Regions from separate parts of the Mus musculus genome. Here region 1 is linked to region 2. The links are chromatin contacts, called in public promoter capture Hi-C maps. All regions are on one chromosome and are shown on one strand. Each heading gives the region's core, a stretch centred on a gene start, on an enhancer-like site or on the middle of the called end of the contact. The rest is flanking DNA. Distances are from core to core; before and after follow the strand shown. Region 1 overlaps Rabgef1 (RAB guanine nucleotide exchange factor (GEF) 1). Region 2 overlaps Crcp (calcitonin gene-related peptide-receptor component protein).

Region 1 (3,227 bases), core at 676-3,175, 160 kb before region 2:
TCAGTGATCTTAACCGCTGAGCCCTTTTCTTTTCTTTTCTTTTCTTTTCTTTTCTTTTCTTTTCTTTTCTTTTCTTTTCTTTTCTTTCCTTTCCTTTCCTTTCCTTTCCTTTCCTTTTCTTTCCTTTCCTTTTCTTTTTCCTTTCCTTTCTTTCTCTCTCCTCTCTCTCTCTCTCTCTCTCTCTCTTGTTTGTTTTTGAGATAGTTTCTCTGTGTATCCCCGCCTGTCCTAGAACTCACTCTATAGACCAAGCTAGCCAGGAACAAGAGATCCACCTGTCTGTGCCTCCTGAGGGTTGGAATCAAAGGCAGGGAGCCTTCTCCACATTCTTTTCACAGTTCTAGGGCTAAACCTAGGACCTGCTGTGTGCTAAGTAAGCTGTATTCCTGGACCACCTCCTCTGTTTTCTTAATTTCAGAATCTTTTTGTTGGTGGTTTTTTGAGACAGAGTTTCACTCTGTAGCCCAGGCTGACATGGAACTCATTATGTAGTTTAGGCTGGCTTCAAACTTGATCCTGTCCTAGATCTCCCAATCCTGCGAGATTACAGCAGCGATTCATGCAAGGATGTTACGTCAATCATGTGCCTGCTCTTCTCAGTACAGTGACAACATACATCCTGAAGACTATGACAAGGTTCAGTGACACATATTCAATCACAGAGACAGATGTGGTAGGATTACATGGTTAGAACCTCAGCAGTCAAGGGATTACAAGTTCAAGGTCAGAGTGAACTACAGAGTGAGACCCTGCCTCAAAAGAAAGGAAACCCAATAGGTGATAATGTAATTAAAAAGAAAAGAGGTGGTTGCTGGAAAGATGGCTCTGCGGTTAAGAATACTTGAAGGGTGGAGTTCTGTTCCCAGCACCCACGTCGCAGCTCATAACTGCCTGTAACTCCCATGCCAGGGGATTCAATCCTCTCTTCTGGCCTAGAGCAAATACCCACATTAAAAAAAGTAAGTCGTAAAAAAGAAAAACTGAGTGACTCTCCCATTAGAGCCCCCACAGCCCACGCATGCCTCTTAGGGTGCTTACTTTCTTCCGGAGTGCTCCACCCCATCCTTAAGCCTAAAATCTATTTCAAAATATCTTTACTAAACTAACTCTGCTTTTAAAACTGGAGATAAAATTAACAAGCTTCAAAAAATTAGCAAATAAAATTTTGTTGGATGGTTAAAGCATTATATAATGCAATATTGTGGTGGGTCTGAAATATGCAAGCATTGAAATTTCAGCCAGAAGTAATAATGTTCAGGAATTTTTTTAAAAACCTAAATGCAAATAAAGTGTTTCCTAACAGAGAACAAATAGCTGGGGAAGGCATTTAACACAGTTCTGAAAACAACTCTCTTGTCTTGGCCCTCACACAGAACAGGTTGTTCAACTCTGGCATTAACTAGGACTGGAAACAACAGGAACGATCCACATGGGACAGAAGCAGGAGTGTGTCACTGTTCTAGGCCTCAGCAACGTGGGAGAAAACAATCTGTGCAATGCCCAGGAACACAGCCCAGTGCAGCCGGGTCAGTGGGGCGGCTCCTACACAGCCCAGTGCAGCCGGGTCAGTGGGGTGGCCCCTACAAGCAGGGCTTACGTAGCATGCTGAAGAGGCACTAGAGTGATAGACAAAGTCTAAGTGGGGTAAAGGTTTGCAAACACATTTGAAGAATTCAAAGTGCACCTTAATCTAAGTGCATTTCAAATCTCCAAGAACCGTTCCCTACGTTGTATTTAATAAATTTATCTGAGTATTGTCGTAAAGCTAGAGTATGTGACTTCAGACATAAATAGTAAGTTTTATAACCTGGAGTCAAAGGCCAGTAGAGATTCCTTCAAACACCTGGAGAGGTAGCCCGATGGATAAAGGCACTTGCTGCCAAGCCTGGTGACTCAAATTTGATCCCTGAGCCCCACATGGTAGAGGTGAGAGCAGACTCCTGACAGTCATCCTCTGACCTCTAAATACCCATGCCTACCTACAAGCACACACACACACAATCAACCAATCAATGCAATTTTAAAAATCCACCTGAGCTGTATCTGGATGTTGCCCATCATGCTAGACACCAAAGATACACAAGACACATGAACAACTGGACCCCTTACCACAAAACACTTGGCGCTAGTATAAAAGAAAATTAGCTGCACAGTAGTTCTTAAGTCAGGAGGAATTTGAAGCTTATCAGGTCTCCAGCACCAATTAGTGATGCTCTGAACACACAGCATAGTGTTCCTGTTTGTTTTTTTTTTTTCTATTTCCTTTTTATTTGAGACAGTGTTGCGCCGGGCGTGGTGGCGCACGCCTTTAATCCCAGCACTTGGGAGGCAGAGGCAGGTGGATTTCTGAGTTCCAGGCCAGCCTGGTCTACAGAGTGAGTTCCAGGATAGCCAGGGCTACACAGAGAAACCCTGTCTCAAAAAAAAAAACAAACCCCCTCCCCCCCCCCAAAAAAAAGAAAGAAAGAGACAGTGTTGCACTGTGCAGCCCTGGCTAGCCTAGAACTTACTATGTAGACCACTAAACTTAAACACAGAGATCCGCCTGTCTCTGCCTCTAAACTGCTGTTACTAAAGGTGTGCATCACTATGCTAGACTTGCTTCTTTATTTTCAGACTCACTAAAAAGTCAATTAAGTGCTTAAAGAATAAGGGTAGTTTATGCTTCTCAGAAGAAGAAAAACCCAAGCTGATCAGTGTTTCTGTAGATACAATATAAACACAGTAGTATATATTCTGTACATACTACAGTGTAATACAACTTTATCAGAGGTGTCCTCTTGACACTGCAAAAACAACCTCAAACTTGACTTTTCACACATTCAAGCCTATCCCTCCCCTCACACACCTCAGTGTCATTACACACACACACACACACACACACACACACACACACACACACACCTCAGTGGCAGCTTGCTTCAACTCCAAATGTCACTGTTTCTTCATAAACACTTAAAGTAAAAGATACAGTCTTTCTAACACGGGGTCACAACACCCCCGAAGAGCAAGAAGGAAAGCCCTTTCTTGGAGCACCGAATCTTAGAACATTTGGGGGCATGGCCACAGCAGCTGCTTGTTGATCGCCGTTCCCTCCCCTCTCTGTAAGCTCTCTTCCCCTCACAGAAGGCACTGGTAGAGCTAGTTGAGTTTAATATGGTAGAAGTGAAAAAACTTCAGTTTTTCTTACAAAATGATTCCTTTCACAAATAGTTTTATGAATTATG
Region 2 (3,548 bases), core at 498-2,997:
AAGCTTTGATGGAGAAATTCATGTTTCCGAGTTTTGTGAGCTGAGCTTCAGACCTCTGTAGCCATGTGCCCCTCCCCCTGCCACGTCTCCACGTAGATGCACCAGATGCTTTGAAACCAGCACATCTAAAACTACTGTGACTACTCTTTCCAGCACACTAGCTCCTCACTCTACTTCTAGTCTACAAGGACCTAGAGTCAGAAATCTGGGCACCACCCCTCACCTCTCACCCACTTGCAAGACTCAGCTCCCGGGCACCTGTATTTATGTGCCCTTCTCACCACTACCTTGAGTCTTGGTAACAGGACAGCAGCTCCACCCTCTGGACCCTTCCACTTTTCAGTACAAGCAAAACATCTCTTACAAGACTGAAAGCGTGTGACTGGAGAGATGGCTCCTTAAGTAAGAGCTATTGCAGAGGATCCAGGTTCGGTTCCCAGTGCGTGCATGAAGGCTACTGTCTATAACTCCTACTTCCAAGGACCTGACTGAAACCCTCCTCTTCCCGCCATGGACACCAGACAATACACTTACATACACGCATGCTATTCCCAGGAAGTCCAGAAGGTACAAATCCTCTGGGGACTAGGAACTTAGCCCAGGTCCTCAGCAAGAGCTACAAGTACTCTCAACCTCTGTCCAATCTTTCCAGCCAGGGTCCTCCCAAAGGTCTTGGTATGAAGTTGAATTTTTCTAGTTCATCCCCAAGAATCCTCTGAACTCTGCCCTTCAGAAGTCTATCTTCAAATGTCTTCATTTCATGAAACGATCACAAACTACAGACTGACACAGAAAAGCCTCAGGCCAATCCCCAACTGCAGACTTTGCCTAGCAAGCAGCACTTCCTCAGCAGCACCCGAGCCTCCCTTCATCTGACCATGAACAAAACAGTACCCCTAACCTGACACCCAGTGCCTCTCCACTACGTCCCCTCCACCTCAGCGCTGAGAGAGTCAGGCTGGCACAGCGCAAGTGTAATCTGAAGGGCAAGCTAAAGGAAGGGAAGGGAAGCCCTGGCTTGTAAGAGAAGTGTAGGGGAACTGTGAGGAGGGAAGAAGCAGGCTTTTCTCTTCTGAGAGCAGATCTGGGAAGACAGCTAGGGAAACCTGAGACTCTACCATCTGTACTTGAGCTTGGCTGGTCTGAGGTCCATGTCCTAAAAACATGGTGTCAAACCCCTGGAGCAATGTGTGCAGAACAGAAGATGCTCGGTATGACTGCAGAGCTCACTGGGCTGGCCTGCGAGAGCAAGGGTCATTCTACATAGCTGTGTGCCTTACAGGGGTGATCTCAGGATAGGAACGGAGGCTACTAGTCGGATACTGAGAAGCAAAGAGTGCAGGGCGAATCTAAAATATTCAAGAATCAGTTTTGGGTGGAGACTCGGGTAACACACTAAATACAAAATTACTTAACACCCAGTGCCAGAGTGACTCGGAGTTGATCTCCAACTGTATTATGATGAAATCTACCAAGTCAATAAATCACGGCTCCTGGCCTGCCCCCACGGACTCCAGCGGGGAAGATAACTACACAAAGTAATAAGCCCTGGAGCAAAACAGAAGATGATTTCAAGATCAAATAAAGACGTAAAGAACATGCCAGCAGTTCCTCTGTTAAACACGGTTTCTGTCTTAAAATACACTGGCCATCTTAGCTGGCATGCAGCCCCTTCACCAGCCACACAGGCCAAGAGGTAGAAGCCAGCCACCGTGAAAAAAGCTTGCTGGGTCCCTCTCCTGGCCATTGTGCAGCACTGCCAGGAGCTCTTGCCCAATATTATTTAAAAGGTTACATAAGCCTTGATAAATAATTAGTCTGAAGGCAGCAAAAGGGGAAGGGAGCCAATAATCCTCTGATTACTGAAGTGTGCTTTATTCCTATGTAGATTACAACCAATTTTGAATCAATTTGCAAGACAGTTCCTATTTTATAGGCTTCTTCGTCCCTTTCTCCAACTCCCCCCACTCTTGGGGGGTGGGAGGGAATACCGGTGAAGGAACCCAGAGCCTTAGCCATGCCAAGCAGTTCTCCACCATGGAAAGGACACAGGGACCATATCCAGATAGTTCACACAAACACCTGAGAAAGGACTTGAAAATCAATCATGAGAAGGCTCAGGGGTTCAGAGAGGGCACTGCTCTTGCAAAGAACCCAAGTTCAGTTCTCTGAACTCAGGTCAGACAGTTCACAACCACTTGTAACTCCAGCTCCCGGGAGCCCTTGCCTCTGGCCTCCTGGGCCATCTGCACTAACCTGAACTTCTCCACATACAGACATTTGCATAATTACAATAATTTTTAAAAGGAACTGCCATAGTCAGTGATAACCATGAAAACCCTCAGAGGTTTGGCTACACTCTACAAAACAAGAGCCACCTTAACAGAGGCTTCTCATAGGATTGCCAGCCTAAACTATCTGAATATAATATGCAAAAGGCCCAAGATACAATTTACAAAGTTATTTCAACCAGGAAAATATGACTTATTTTCAAAGGAAATGGAGAGATAGCAAACTCATGCTAACAAGGATCTTAGAATTATCAAAGATACTACTACAACATGAAACTAAAGTAAGCTGTCGTGAAATGAATGGACAACCAGGAGTTCTAGCAAAACGGAGTCATTCAAAAAAGGGAGGGGAGGGGATGAAGGCCGCAGAGGGGGCGCTGGAAAGATGGTTCAGTGGTTAGGTAAGAGTACTGGCCACTCTGCAGTGGACCAGGGTTTAGATCTCAGCACCCACATTAAGCAGCTCACACACCCCTGGACTCTAGCTCCAAAGGATCTGATGTCCTCTTGTGGCCTCCAAGGGCAACACACACACACACAGACACACACACACACACACACCCCTGGAACTCTAGCTCCAAAGGATCTGATGTCCTCTTGTGGCCTCCAAGGGCAACACACACAGGATTTAGATTTTTGTGTTCAGCGTTCTTTAGAGAACAGAGGCAGAGAAGTGAGCTTAATACTGTGTGAGCTATGGTCATCCTGAGCAATAGGACAAAGCTTCCGGAGAGCTGGACCAGCGATATCCACCTAGCATGTGCGAGGCCCAGGTCTGATCCCCACTACCATCAAACACCAAAAAGCCGAGCAGACAGACAGTGGTTTACAGAGCAACTTTTGGAAGTCATCAACATCAGCACTGATCTGCAGACATGGGAAGGCTTTCTCCTAATGCAAACCCTCAGCCTGTGCTTTTAGCTTCTGTAAACCAAACTCACACATCTAAGGCGTTGGCAGGCACCTAATGTTCAGGGAGACGATAATCAAGCTGTTTCTACCTCAAGCAAACACAAGTGTCAACGTCGGGTGACTTCATTGAGCACCTTATAGAAAGTACTTAGGTTGTGTGGTTTTTTTGGTTGGTTGGTTGGTTTTTTTGCCTGTCTTCCCTCCCCTCCCTGCACCCTCCAGCACCCAACAGTGCCGGGGATGAAAGGCCCTCATACACGCTAGGTAAGCACTAGTACCGTGCTATGCTCTCAACTCCGCGCTGTAATTCTGAACCCTGCTTTTCGTCTAATCCAGCTGTGATGA

The links. Capture Hi-C pulls out chosen DNA fragments and counts their contacts.
Region 1: a promoter capture Hi-C map of adipose tissue shows a contact between it and region 2. The contact joins two enhancer-like sites. A contact is called at or near these places in 14 of 39 promoter capture datasets (the 3T3-L1 cell line, 3T3-L1-derived adipocytes, the C10 cell line and 9 more), 3 of 484 Hi-C or Micro-C datasets (bone marrow-derived macrophages, liver and myocytes) and 5 of 9 other capture datasets (adipose tissue, embryonic stem cells, liver and 2 more).

What each region holds. Positions count from the first base shown.
Region 1 is chr5:130,199,084-130,202,310 of GRCm38.p6, reverse strand. All of the region lies in intron 4 of Rabgef1 (RAB guanine nucleotide exchange factor (GEF) 1), which reads right to left. Among named protein-coding and RNA genes, the nearest start is that of Tmem248, 22 kb to the left of the region's middle. Within about 2 kb of position 1,925, at least 20 of the 459 cell types and tissues checked have an H3K27ac peak or open chromatin away from gene starts, as enhancers often do. A contact at or near this core is called in 3T3-L1-derived adipocytes, adipose tissue and liver, where this site is marked.
Region 2 is chr5:130,042,535-130,046,082 of GRCm38.p6, reverse strand. All of the region lies in intron 4 of Crcp (calcitonin gene-related peptide-receptor component protein), which reads right to left. Among named protein-coding and RNA genes, the nearest start is that of Crcp, 15 kb to the right of the region's middle. Within about 2 kb of position 1,747, at least 46 of the 459 cell types and tissues checked have an H3K27ac peak or open chromatin away from gene starts, as enhancers often do. A contact at or near this core is called in 3T3-L1-derived adipocytes, adipose tissue and liver, where this site is marked.